Regions from separate parts of the Anser cygnoides genome. Here region 1 is linked to region 2. The links are chromatin contacts, called in public Hi-C maps. All regions are on one chromosome and are shown on one strand. Each heading gives the region's core, a stretch centred on a gene start, on an enhancer-like site or on the middle of the called end of the contact. The rest is flanking DNA. Distances are from core to core; before and after follow the strand shown.

The links. A called contact is a pair of places that touch in the nucleus more often than the background predicts.
Region 1: a Hi-C map of liver shows a contact between it and region 2, with 4 times the contacts expected there. The contact joins the enhancer-like site here to the promoter of LOC106032925 in region 2. A contact is called at or near these places in 5 of 7 Hi-C or Micro-C datasets (fetal liver, granulosa cells and liver).

Annotation. Positions count from the first base shown.
Region 1 is chr8:29,906,339-29,913,181 of Taihu_goose_T2T_genome, forward strand. All of the region lies in intron 17 of FGGY (FGGY carbohydrate kinase domain containing), which reads left to right. Among named protein-coding and RNA genes, the nearest start is that of HOOK1, 33 kb to the right of the region's middle. Within about 2 kb of position 2,828, at least 1 of the 3 cell types and tissues checked has open chromatin away from gene starts, as enhancers often do.
Region 2 is chr8:29,618,302-29,625,455 of Taihu_goose_T2T_genome, forward strand. LOC106032925 (CARD- and ANK-domain containing inflammasome adapter protein-like) reads right to left here and starts at 4,496. Exons shown (of 1, transcript XM_048061972.2): 1 at 1,169-4,496. The coding sequence starts at 4,258. The coding sequence ends at 1,997. It overlaps LOC125182582 (a long non-coding RNA gene), which reads left to right and starts at 514. Exons shown (of 3, transcript XR_010833330.1): 1 at 514-650. MYSM1 (Myb like, SWIRM and MPN domains 1) reads right to left here and starts at 740. Exons shown (of 20, transcript XM_048061970.2): 1 at 441-740. The coding sequence starts at 511.

The DNA of each region.
Region 1 (6,843 bases), core at 1,578-4,077, 290 kb after region 2:
TAAAATCTGTTCTGTGGGCTCAGCACTTAGATTGTCATGCCTTTTAGCTTTTAATAAACTCACATCAGCTGATGTTGGCAAAGAATAGGAGGCAGCGTTTTGTTAATCTGCAGCAATTGAGACTCTTACTTGACCAGGAGTATTCTTCTCATCTGTCAGTAAACCCAAGACCTGGCAAACAGGAGAAGATATGCTGACTAGAATAATTCAGATTCTGCTGTTGCACATTTATGGAACAAGCCCCGATATGACCATGGCTGTGGAGTTTATGTACAATTAGTTGATTTTTTTTTTCAAGCAGACTAAGACTGAACAGCTTGTAGAACAAATTGTGTTTTTAATATTGCTACCTTAACGTTATTCTAGCTTGCTGGCCTTGTCTTGAGGAAAACCATAAATATGAGGAAGCCATAAATGTGTCTTTATAGTAGACAGATGCTTTCTGTAAAACCTACAGTGATCCATCTCCTTTCTATTTTAAGGCCAGGTTTTACCCACATGCTCAAAAACATGGCTGAAGTCATTTGGACCTTGGACTCCCCTTCTGTCCAGGCCATGTAGGCAGGGAAGAGCGTGATAGCAATATTTTATGGGAGGTTTGAGTACAAAGGAGGATACCATGCATCCTTTGTAACTGTCAGTGGCCAGCAAGGTCCTTTTCAGAGTGTCTTGCTTAAATAATGTTTGAGATGTCAAACAAGTTAAAGTCTCCATGCCCTCACCTCTTCAATAGCTGAGCAGAACAACCTTCAAGTTATGCACTAGAGAATTGGAAACTCAATCTGGCTACATTGTGAGATTAATTTTCCATCTGGGATTTGCACTCTTGCTATGTCAGCGCAGGGGATCAGACTGTTCTGCAGCAAAGCACGAGCATGTAGAGTCAGTGCACTGGCTGTCTGAAGAGCTCGTGGTCTTTTTATGGTAAAGTTTTGAAGAATGTCTTGATCACTTACTTACGGGATTTGATGCCAGTAGGTTGTATCACCTGGACATACTTTTGCCATACTATATCTGATGGTTTTTTACCATGTAAGTACTACCTCATCCTTTCTACTAAAGGTGCCTAGAGGGTTTTGTTTCTCAAAATTTGCTCGATCAATGTAGCTTAATAAGACTCTTACCATCTAAACATTTCCAATGCATTTCATTTCACTATGGTTTATGTTAAATAGATATTTCTTTATTCTCTTTTATATAATCATGGATTGGAAGTGTTAGAGATCCCATAAGCCCTATTAGTTTTATTAGCAAGAAAAGCCAGTTGCTTTATTAGCATACTGGCATCCCTCATCTTCAGCGTTGGAATCCAGCTCTTATTCTCCTTTCTTCGTCTTGCTAAGTCATAGGTTCTTGCTTCCTTGATTTCTTAGATATAGACGTAGATCACTCCCAACCCTTGCTTGCTTTTGTGTTCTGAAGCAACTTTTCACACCCACAGTGCTTAAATATTTTTAATGCACAATTTAATACTGGAAATTGGACAGTGACCCGTAGAGAGAATCCAGATAAAATTGCTGTATGGTTCTGATTTGTTTTTATTGGGACAAGTGTCCACGTAGCGATTAGCAGACCATAATTGTCACTCTTGAAGGAAATATAAGCAGAAAGGCTAACCACTAACTGGGCATAGAAAAGCATAACTTGCAGATTTTTGCACAAAGATATTCCTCCAGGTTAGGGTTGAAAAACACCAGGGGACCATGAATAAGGAGGAGCGCTGTGCCCGTATCTTGCTGTGCCTTATGGGAGTGGATAAGCAGCAAAAATGAGTTGCGTTGTTATCTTTCACAAGTGCAGTTTTCAGCTAAGAATAATTTATAGGGAATATACTTCATGTGTAATAGTCCTAGGGGTTGCATTCCCCTGAACATTACTAACCTTCAGTACATGATGTTTTTGACCCACGTAGGGCCTCTTTGTGTGGGAACCTTCTAAAAGTTGTTGTTTTTCACGCAGCTTCCAGATAGCCCTTTACCAGGCAGAGATCTCAGGAAGGAGCGTGGGTGTGGAAGGGCTGAGGGGAGCACCTTGCTTTGCCGAGGAACGGAGTAAAGTGACGTGGCAGTGCAGGCTGAGGAACGGTTACATCTCACCTGCACAGCTGTGTTGCTTCTTCTGGAGTTCTGGAAGCAGAACTGTCCCTAGGGGACCTTCCAAAGCAAAACACTCTGGGAAAGAAAAACGACTTCTAATCAGTATTTTTTTTCTCCGAAGAATCTCTCCAGGACAAGAATGTGTATGGAGGGCCATACTGTCACCCAGCCCAACCTCTCCCTCCTGGAACTGGGGGCTGAAGAATGATAGTGTGTTGCATTTGGAAGGTCCTTCATTGCCCAGCCCTGTAGCTCACAACTATGTTAAACTCCTTGGATATATTCAGCAAAGTATTTCTGAGTCTAGCAGCCTCGTGTCAGGCTCCTTTTGCTTTCAAAACGTCTGGTAAGAATTTTTGCAAAATTTTCCCAGATTGGCTTCTCCCTGTCTGTTGTCATTAAATAGTTGAGGTATTGAATCCTGTATCTTTAGACTGGACTGGGGGAAACTGTGTTTGAGCGTCCTACAGCTGATAAATTGGATGTGTTAGCCTCGAGGATGGAAGCTGGCACTTAGCTTAGGTGAAAGAGATGAGTAATGGCCCTAAAGATGCTAAGCTGTTTGAAGCTCTTCTAATAAATGGGGTCTTTTTGTGATGAGCTATCCTCACTTTCTTTGACTGTTTGGTATAAAAGCTTTGTATATACAAGCACATTACTCACTATTTACTGGCTGTGGTTGTAAGGCTGTTTAATTTTGCAATGGTCCCATCTAAGGGATGATTCTTGTACTGCATGGAAGGGAGACGAGGCAAGCTTTGCTTTTCGTTTTGTTTGTGTGACTCTGCCCCCATGGAAACACCGTGTAGCCAGCACATTTGCCATAGGACACAAAATGCCAAACTTGCGGCTTTCTGGATGGGGAAGTTCCACTCATCCCAGAGAAGACCCAGGGGACAGGCATGGAAAGAGACTAAAGGAAACATGAGAAAGAATGTAGTTATGGTGGAGAATGGGGCTTTTTGGGTATAAAATACCCAGTATCCCTACCATCTCCCTCTGCCTACATCCCTATTCCCACTCTGATTTTTTTTCCCTGTTGTGTTCTTGCCAGCTTCTTGTTTGTGCCTCTCTTTTTTTTTTCTTTTCACTTTTTTGCTTTTCTCATCTGTTGATTCTTCTTCTCCTATTTTATATTATTCCTATTCTGTTCTCTCTTACTTTCTCTACTCTTTCCATATCTTAGCCCCATGCCCACATCCTCACATAGCAAAAAGCAAAGAGGAAGGGGAGGTTGGGGGCTCATTCAGTGTGCTCGTTCCTCAGGTCTGCTCTCAAGGCCTGTAGTACTTCGGTTAAGCATTGTGGTGCATTTTGCTTTTTTTATGGGTACAGCGTATCCATATAGCACTGATTAGGGTATGCCAGTGTTCTTGGACTGGAAGAGGAAAGATTTATGGTGGCATTGATTGCAGTGCTAAAATAAACTGCCCTCCCTTAGCCAGAGGAATACGAGTTTGGAAATGCCAGCGTTTTATACACAAAATGAAGGACACTGGTTAGGGAAGCCAGCTGCCTAGGTTAGCTGTTCAAGATCTGAAAATGGCAAGTCTTTAAAAGCAAAGAGCCAGAAAAAGTCATTTATATTAAAACAAACTCTGTCATGAGTCATTTGCCTTCTTTTTCTCTTACACACAGAGTTTGTCTCAGACCTTCTAAGGCCTGAGTAACATCTGATACTCTTTAGGCTGAGCTGGCTCTAATAGGAGCGGGCTCCTGCTTCCAGTTACAGTGTACCACTTACCAGTCACAGCGTACCACGTAGAGCTCTTATTTAATGTGGGTCTTGTGTTTACAGGCTATAACTATTACTTTTTTGGTCATTTTTATGGTAATAGAAAAGATTGTTTGCCAGTGATTCAGTCCCAGCCATACTGATGAATGGGTTGGTGTCCTGAGCAGCGGCAGCAAAGAGTGGCCTGAGAGGGGCTTTTACTTTTTGCCTCGTTCATTTTTCTCCTGCAGCTTCAGCCATGCCCCAGGGTCACAAAAAGCTGGTCACTGTGGATGGTGTGGGAGTGGAGAGCTTGAACACATGTGGAGCAGAGTTTGTTCCCCAGGGGCTAGGGTGTAACTTCGCAACACACTCTGATTAGGGAACATCACGTAGTACGTCTCCCTATAGGAAAATGAGAGGGAGCCACATGAAGCTGAGAACTGTAATCAGCACCTCCTTTGCCTTCTGGAAGGAGATTCATCTCCTTTTCACGGGGCAGCACTTGGCCAGTTTCTCAGGTCAACACAGACAGGTATGGATGCAGGTGCCTGGCAATTCCTCCCTTACCACTACCTTATTCTAACCATATCACTGAGCGTTGCTTTACAACTCTCACACAGCTTGCATATGAGCTGTGTGTGGTTTTTCTCCCCTTTTACTTTAGAAGAGACGACACCAAAGCATACACTATCTGAAAAACACAGCCTCTCCCTTTTCTTCTTCCCCTCCCCTCTGTTCCCATGTTTTGGTTCAAATATTTTACCAGGTGCTACAGGTGGGAAAATAGGTTAACTGCAGCTAGAAAATACGAAAGGTGTATGAGTCTTTCACGTTTAGTTAACTGCTTGTGCCAAGGCCCACACAGACCTGGGAGGGGAAGTTGAAACCCTGCCAAATGTCAGAAAAGCTTTGTCCCACTTAAAAGTTTACAGGGAAAGTGTTTGAGCATCCCCAGCTTGCTTGGGAAAGGATAACCTTCCAGCCCACTGCTAAAAGTGACCTCACCTTAATTAAGCAGCATGACTCTTGTTCCCCCTAGTGGCTAATTACACAGGATCTGTTTCACATGAGCATTTCATTTGGCTGCCTTTAAACTTTACTGCCTAAATTTTCCTCCCATACACATTTTTGCTGTATTTTGTAACTTTCTTAATTTGTCCTAATGTGGGCAGTTGCAATTTTTTTGATGGTGACTTCAGGAAGCAGGCAAATATGCAGTGGATAATACTTTATATCTGCAACACAGGAATAGGATTTAGGGATGGAGAGGAGAGTTTCTGTACATTTTCTACCCAAGTGTGCCTGACTTTTTCTGCAGCATTAGCAGTAAGGGTTAAAGAAGAAGGGCTTTTCTGTGTTTATCAGCATCCCAGTTCATATTGTAACTCCTTAAGTATGAGCAGATACCAATGTCCAGAAATGTTAAAACACCTCAAATCTGCAGACTTGTTTAATGTCTTAGAGATAAGAAATGGATTGCTTTATGGATCAAACAAATACCATATAAACTGTAGCATAGTATTTCTTACCGACGGGAAAAAAGAGCTGTGTTTGCCAATGTAATTCCTATTAGCAGCCTGGTAGTAGGAGATAATACATATGCTGAGTGAAGTTCTGTTATCAGCTGTACTACTTCAAATGTAACATAGACCACTGTAGTACCAAGTTCTTCTGAGTTTACTTTGGTGTAAATAAGAGCAGAATTTTGTGAATGAGCAAACAATAGATGTTACCTGACTTGAGAATCAGAGAACGTGGGTTTATTCCCAGCTTTGCCACTGATTCTGTCTCTGGCTTTGGGCAAATTGTTTGACTTTTTCCTTTATTCAGCTGATTTGTGAAGTAGACCTAGTAATGTTTAAGTACATTATAGGCTAGCTTTATAGTAACATTAAAGGTGATAGAATGAAAAGTGCAAAGAGTGGTGGTGTTAATGATACTGCTCTGGTGGATTAAAAGAAGTAAGAGTGGAAAGGCGAGTAGATGCTGACCCACTTGCACTTAATCAGAAAATCTTTTGACTTCACTGGAAAACAAAAGCTTACATTAGAACTGTAACTAGTTTATTATATGTGGTAATTTTCATTGCTAATATATAATATGAAAGATGGCTCATACAGTGTGGCATGAATACCACTCAGAAGTTTGTATCAGGTTTTAATATTAATATTTACAGCATTCATGACCTTTAAAGGTTGTGTTATACATCTATGATGAAATGCACTTCATATGCAAAACTCTTGTTTAAAGTAAATATTTAGGTAGGAAAGGGAGACCACATCCTTTAAAGCACAAATTTGGTCACAGCTTGTAATGGCAATTCCTCAGAAACAGCAAAGGCTAATTCAAGGTCAGCATTTTCATTCACAGGCTTGTAGCTTTAGGCATCTAAAGCTGTATCCTACAAGAAACTGAGAGAGTGGATGTTCCTTTTGCGCAGGGATTGAGCCTTCCCAACTGCAGTTAAAGTTATTTGCTGAAGACTTGTGAAAATCAGATGTTAGCCTTTTTTGACTGCAGGATTAGCACAAAGAGCAGATGCATCTTGTACTGTTGAACATTTGTGATTTGTCTCTGAAATTGGTTTGTGGCAGGCCAGTAGTCCAATGAATGTAATGTAAAACAGGATAAGACTTTTATTTTTTAACCTGTATCCTTTTTCTTGCGTGTCTGGGTTGTATTTTTTTATTATTATTATTTTAATTAAGTTACTGAGTTGTAGAACGGCCTGCATTCCTTCTGTTCCTGTAAAACTGAAACGACTGACAGCTTTGCAGGCTCTCAAGGTCCCATTTGTTGGAAGAAGAGGGGGTAGGATGGGGTTCTACCAAACTTCTCACATTTTATATATAGAGAAGATTGGTGAGCATAAGACAACAGCTTCTTTTCAAGCACTTTGTTACTGACCTAATCTGGTTTTACATCTTCACAAATTATTCTAAAACCAGAAACCAAGCCAGAGTAGAACAATGGGCTGTTGCACTTACAAAAGTTCTACAGTAAAATTAAGACTTCCATCAGACAAAAGTA
Region 2 (7,154 bases), core at 3,246-5,745:
AATAGAACCATAGCGAATAGGGTGGTTAGTGCTCTTACAGACTTCATCCAGATTACAATTTTTCTGTAAATAAGTGTTTTTTACTTTGAGAAGACCACCACTGATGGACTGCCTTCTCCCTTAATGCGGCACAAAACCTCCCTACCAATTTATGTAATCGCTTGCTATCAAAGTCTCTACAGAGAAGTCTGAATGCCCTGCAGGACAGGAGCCCTACGCCCTTACCCCGCCACCAAAACGAAGCCCACCCCCGACCCCCCACAGCCCCGTGCCACCACCACGAACACCCCTCAGGGGGCCCCAAATCCCCTCCTGCACCCCACGACCCCCGAGCCCGGCCAAGAACGGGGGCGGACGAGCGGCCCCCCGGCTCTGCCTCCCGCCGCCACGGGCGGCCGCGGCCCCCCGGAGCCCTCCCCCCGGGGCACCGCCTCGCTCACCCCGGAGCCCCCTCGCCGGGCACGGCCGCCGGATCCCCCTCGACGTCCACCTCCGGCTCCTCCGCCGCCATCACGGCGGCCCCGGGCTCTCGCGAGGCGAAGAGGGACCGGGGGAGGGGGTGGGCAGCATGGCGGCGGCGCACGCGCGGCTCCCGGGGTGAAGCCGCGCCCTGAGGAGAAGCCGGGCGGAGGCGGGGAGATGGCGATGGGGTGAGTGGGGCTGGAAGCCCGTGGGGCCGAGGTGACGGCCGGGCGGGTCCCTGCGTGAGGGAAAGCGGGCTGCCCGGCCCTGAGTCCCGGCCCCGAAGGGATGCGCGCTGGCCGAGGGGCCTTGTTGTGGTGCAGAGGTGCCTTTCGCCTCCAGCCGCATGGTCACGTCTGTTAATAGAATCATAGAATCCTAGAATCATTAAGGTTGGAAAAGCCCTCCCAGATCATCTAGTCCAACCACCACCCTACCACCAATGTCACCCACTAAACCATGTCCCTAAGCACCACGTCCAACCTTCCCTTGAACGCCCCCAGGGACGGTGACGCCACCACCTCCCTGGCCAACGCATCCCAATGCCTGACTGCTCTTTCTGAGGAGAAATGTCTCCGAATTTCCAACCTGAACCTCCCCTGGTGCAACTTGAGGCCATTCCCTCTGGTCCTGTCACTGGTTACCTGTGAGAAGAGGCCGACTCCCAGCTCCCCGCACCTTCCTTTCAGGTACCTGTAGAGAGCGATGAGGTCTCTCATCTGGGAGATGGCAGCAGAAGGGCGTTGTGCTCCTTAAAGCATTGTAACGTGGCCATAAAAATCCCAGTTTTATTCCCACGTGCTTTTAAACGTGTTCCGTTTTGCAAGAAGCATTTGGCCCTTCATGTGATGGCGCTTCTGTTCACGTAGTGAAGGGAAGCGTGAAAGGCCGACTGTCACTGAAGAAAATGACCACAGAACACTCAAGAACATGTTTCTGTTCCAAGAGATGGCAATACAAATACTTTGCCTTGAACCAATAAATTCTGTTGCAGCCTTTTTATTCTGAACATCTTTGTGCTGGAATCAATTTGAAAGTGAAATTAATAAACAGAAAATGTGGTAGGTTGATTTCATTCTCTCTGCTCAAAAATACAAAAACAAACTAAATGCTGTAACGAAAGACAGAAAATTGATTTTTTATAGTCCCAGGTTATGTTAAAGTCACGAGATAGGGTATAACATACGTGCAAAGAGGGGCCAGGCCAATATTGAACGTTAGTGCAGCACCCAGTAGTGCCCTGAAGACAGCAACACTCTGGTAGCAAAGTTTTGGGGCCCCACCACTCCCCTGGTTGGATTATATCAAGCCTTGTGACAGGATTTATTAGCACGAAGAAGTAGCTGTAGTAAATCTGAACGTGACAGATGCTATGTTTAAGATATGGCTTTTGGCTTTTTCCGTGGCCTCTTTTGATTACAGACTTAATTCTGCCTGTCCTAACATAATTCTCAGTCATACTGGGCAACAGCGCTACCCAAATTATTTTAAAGAATAATTCTGCATTTGCATTTAAAATGTTTGCTTTGCATATTCATCTTGTTATTAACATTTTCTTTTTCAAAAGTGTGACAATTTGGGCCTGATTTTCTGTTCTGTTAGATTCTGCTACTTGCAGCGGGGTCTTTTTGAGACTGTTAGCAGCCAGTAGGTTTGCTTTTTCTCCTTGTGACCAGTTTATGAGGGAATTTACAGCATTTAAATGACCGGCCTTGCAAGCACAATGCAACGGAGTGTCCTTGCTGTTGTCTAAGGCATTGATGGCTGCCCCGTAACTCAGTAACAAATTTATCAAGTCACTGTGTCCATATTCCGCTGCAATATGCAGTGCAGTCTTTCTCCATATGTTTCTGTCATCAATATTCTTATTTTTCCCTGATGTCAGAAGAAGTTTTACAATCTCCGTGTTTCCTTTGATGGCCGCATAGTGCATTGGAGTACATCCATCCATGTCCTTAACCCCAAGTCTTCCTTTTGTAGCCAACAGAACTCTGACGACGCTGAGATGTCCTCTCTCAGCTGCAGCGTGCAGGGGGGTCCTTTTCTCTTTGTCTTGTGCGTTGGGGTCAGCGTTAGCATTCAGAAGCATCTCCACCATTGTTTTGTCTCCTTTTTCAGAAGCATAATGTAAAGGTGATTTTGACTGCCTATCCTTAGCATTAACACTGGCTTTGTGGTGCAGCAGCTCTTGGGCAACTTCAGTGTTACCTCTCTGACTTGCAACATGCAGAGGAGTCACCAGCTCTTTAGTGACAGCATTAACTTTGGCCCCAGCATTAACTAACAGGCTAACTAATGCTGCTTTATTATGCAGTGCAGCGACATGGAGCGGGGTTTCATCAGCCTGATTCGTAAGGTTAACTTCCATCCCTTTGCGCAGGAGCAGATTTGTGATGGGGGCAGCCCCGGCCTGAACTGCCAAGTGCAAAGCTGAGTCTGAAGCAGGAGTCTTTATTCCCAAGTTTGCTCCCTTTTCGATTAGAACTTGTGCGGACTCAGCCTTGCCTGTTTCGCATGCCAGGAGTAAAGGAGTGTACTGCATTTCGTTGTAGGCGTTCACATCTGTACCTCGGTCAGCTAAAGCCGCTACAACACCGTGCAGATTTTTCTGTACAGCTTTAAAAAGAGTTGACTCCATCAAGTCAGATGGCAGATCTTTAGAATATCCTAGCAGCATTTTGAAGATGGATGGGTGGTTGCTGTTGAAGGCTCTTTCAGCCATACTGGAATCAACCCTGGCTCCGGCCTCTAGCAGTACTTTTGCAGTGTTTTCAAACCCACGAGAAAGAGCGTAACTGAGAGCGGTCTGTCCTCGTCCGTCCTTCCCATCAATGGAGGCACCGCTCTTTAAAAGCATTTTCACCAGACTGCTGTCATCTTTAAGAGCTGCCCTGTGCAAAAAGTTGTGCTGGTTCCTGTAGCTTCTTGCCTCTTCTCTCAGGAGCACCTTCAGTATGTGACCGTGGCTGTTCTGCGCGGCCACATGAAGCGGCATCTTGCCTTCTTTATCAAAGCTGTACATGGAAGCGCCGCACCGCAGAAGCACTTTCACCGCATCACCGTGGCCCTTCTCAGCAGCCCTGTGCAGTGGTGTTCTTCCTTTCTTGTCCTTCACATCTGGCTTAGCACCTTTGCTGATCAAATATTCCATTATTGCTAGGTGTCCATTAGTGGCTGCAACATGCAGAAGGGTTTCTCTTGAGGAGTTTAGTGCGTTAATATCATTATCTTTCAGTGTTTTCTCTAACTCAGAAAGACAGCCCTTAGCAGCTGCACCAAAGATGCCTCTATCAGACTGACCTTTTCTAGGTTTTGCTGCTCTTGAAAGTTGGGTTTCTCTTTTCCTGGTCTTAATAGCCCAATCTTGCTTTTTTCTTCTAGGACTCACATTTTTTTCCTGGTGCCGTTCACTGCTATTTTCAAACCAAACCTTGTCTTTTTCGAGTAAGTATCCTACCAATTGTCTTCTTGCATCTCTGATACTTTCATTAACTTCGCTGACATATTTTCTCATCTCGTTATAAAGTTTTGGCTCCACCTGCTTTAAACAAGGATAAAAAAAGAGCCTGCAGGCTCGTTCGCCTTGAGAAATCAGTATGTCTAAAACTCGGGAGTTCTTTTCTGTTCGTGTCCTGTAGAAACTCATGACCATCTTTTTTTCTGGGGAAAAAATACCATTGTCTATCAGCCAGTTCAGCAGGTGGTCTGGGTCATTTATGCCTTCTATTAGCTCCTCTCTTTTAATTCGTAGGACTTCAATTGCATATGGGTTTGTAAACAGGCTGGTTGAATGCATGGTCACGTTGATAAGCGAAGAGAACTGAGCTGTTGTTCGACGTTTGGAGTTAAGTACGAAGTAGCAAAGTGGGATCACATCACTGCATGCAGTCTTTTTTTATAGAACTATGAACCAGCAGTTGTTGTAGTTCAGTGATAAGTCTTTACAGAATGAGAAAGAAAGCAAAACTCTCTCACCTTTAGTTTTCCAGTTTTGTTAGAAGTCCTTTGATCTTCTCTGTTCTCCCCTAGCAACAAGTGACGTTTAATAACAAAACAAAAATCGGTGATTTATAAAGATAGTCCACTCGGAAGACTTCTTCCAGACTTTTAAATGTAAAATAAGGGAGGAAAAAAATGCTTCTGTGAAGCTGGTGTTTTAATACAAGGTTTGGGTTTATCAGGTTCCTTTGGGCCAAGCTGTTTCTTGTAGGTGCCGAAATGGCCAGTCTTTTAGACATGACAAAAGAAAATCAGCAGCGTAGTTACAGTTGCTATGATTGCATACTTTGTACTGTCTTAAATGAAAGAGTACACGTTGCCAGCTATGTAGGTGAAAGCCCTGTAATGTAATGAAATGAAAACATGAAGATCGAGATAAAAATAAGCTGTCTAAGGCAGCTGGCTATAAAAAGCGTTCCAGCCTTTCTATTACGAGTTACAACTTCAGTCTGTGAGGTGTGTTTGACTTTAAGGTTATTTAGCTTGTCATTCTTAAAACCTGCCTGGAACATAATTCTTTTACATGAGGTGGATCAAGGTGTGTGATTCAGTACACAACGTTTAAAGTATAATTAAGTAAGGCTTCAAATCTGTGAATATGTATAGTCCTCCGTATGGGTGTAGGACCTTTGAATCTAGCTGTAATTAATTTAACTTATTGGTGTATAAATCCCTCACGGAGAGAAGCAAATACAGTAATAATCATCTGCATATTTGGAAAACAATTGACAGAGAAATTAAGATGACAGGATTCTGTAAGAGCAAGAAGTAAAATGAGTTGAAAAACTGACAGCTTGACCTTATTTAAGCAAATGGGAAATTTTGCCATCTGTTTCTTTACTCAGTGCCCTTTCTATCGGGTCCTGCTACCTTTGCGTGTATTTTCTTTAATAGTATGTACAATGTGACTGATAAGATTTTTTTTTTTTTTGAAGTTGACTTTATATGTAAGACTACAAAAATTACTATATTAAAAAAAATAAAGATTTATTAAATAAATAGCCAGGAAAATCAAGACTTTAATGTATGTTTTGAAAGCCAGCCAGTTACCAAGTCAGCAAATTTGACAGCCAATTTAAGAGCCCAATAATTCCTCTGAAATGCAAAGGAGGGCACTGCACCAAGAACAGCAAAACTTTTGTCATTTAGTTAATCATTGTTAACACTTAACATGGAAAACTCGAGTTTATTGTAAGGAGTCAGAGGTCTGAATTGTGCTCCCAAAACTGCTAATGACTCAGTCTGTGATCTGCAAATCATTTAATCTTCAGGCCTGACTCAACAAAGTACTGAAGATATATCTGTCTTGAGTAAATTAATAGTCCTTACTCAAAGGTTGCTGGAATGGGATCTTTATGCCTTCACTGTCATTGTTCCACTGCAAAACAGAGGTAGCGACGCTTGATTTCCCTCACAGGAAAGTTTTGAGCTCTATCAAGGGAAAATGTCACGTGAGTGCTAAGCAGTATCGTTAATAGAGAAAGCACACAAAAAATTTGAAACTCCGGAAAAAATTAAAAACAGAAATTGTGATATTCTTTAAGAGTCTAGTAGTACGGCAGTAATTTCCTAATGTGCTGAGTACAGAAATTGTCCTACTAAACTGTGCTAATTACAGGGTGCAGTACTCTTAACTGGCCTTGAGGAGGAACATTTGAACAATATATGCACGCAAGGTCTCTTTTAGAGCCACTGTGAGACTTTATTTTTGGAAAATAACATGCAGTAAATTACTTGTTACTAGATGCAAATCCTAGGCTTCAAAACATAATTTTGCATATTTTTTTAAAAAGTTCTTTATATGCATGTGACATGAGGAAATTCTCTGTTAAAACAAGAACCGTGTTTGTCAAGAAAATTTTGGAAGCGGGTTGTACGGATTAATTTTCAGAAATTACATTTGAAAATTCTTTATTTTTTAATTAGTGTTTTAAGTACTTTTAGAATTAAGTCTTTGTTCCAGTAATGACCTCAAAAAAGAATAAAAACCCAAGCAGCTGAGAAGAAAAGATATTCATGATGGGCTATTTGAAGCACGCGTTCTGTTTATATCTTTTGAACTTATTAACTCTACTTATTTGAAATATAAGTGTGTTAGGGAAGGAAGCTATATTAAAGTTCCACATCTCCACATCCTTTAATTAAGTGCATGAGACCACACACGTGTAGGATCACCAGGAAGCTCTTCATTAAAAATCAGAATGGCAAAACTTAATAATACTAAGGCAGATCTTGGGCCTTCCTTATTATCTTTTACTTGTATCTGTTGTCTAAGGGGCATAAGGAGATTTTTTCCTTGCTAAATGCTTTACAGGTCAGTTTCATTTTTGCTGGGATCTTTAGCTCAACATATCCAAGGGCTTTTCCTTATTAAGTTATTTTTAATAGAAAGGGAAATGGTAGATTTTGCTTCTGTCTTCTTTGTAACATAGCACTTTGGGATCTTTGTGTTCAGCAGTATGGAGATGGAGCAGATCAGCATGCAAACGTTGAGGAACTTCTGTGCTTTCCTCCAGAAGGGCATAGGATACGCTTCTGGCTGGGACTAGGGCAGGTTCAGCTTCAGTGGGATCCTCGGAGAAACATAGGTGTGCTGCTGGTATTTTAATTAGGTGTTGCCAAGAAGCCTGTAGTGAGCAGATTATCTTGACAGATATACTGAAATTCTTTACCATAAGCTCTCATGTCATTGT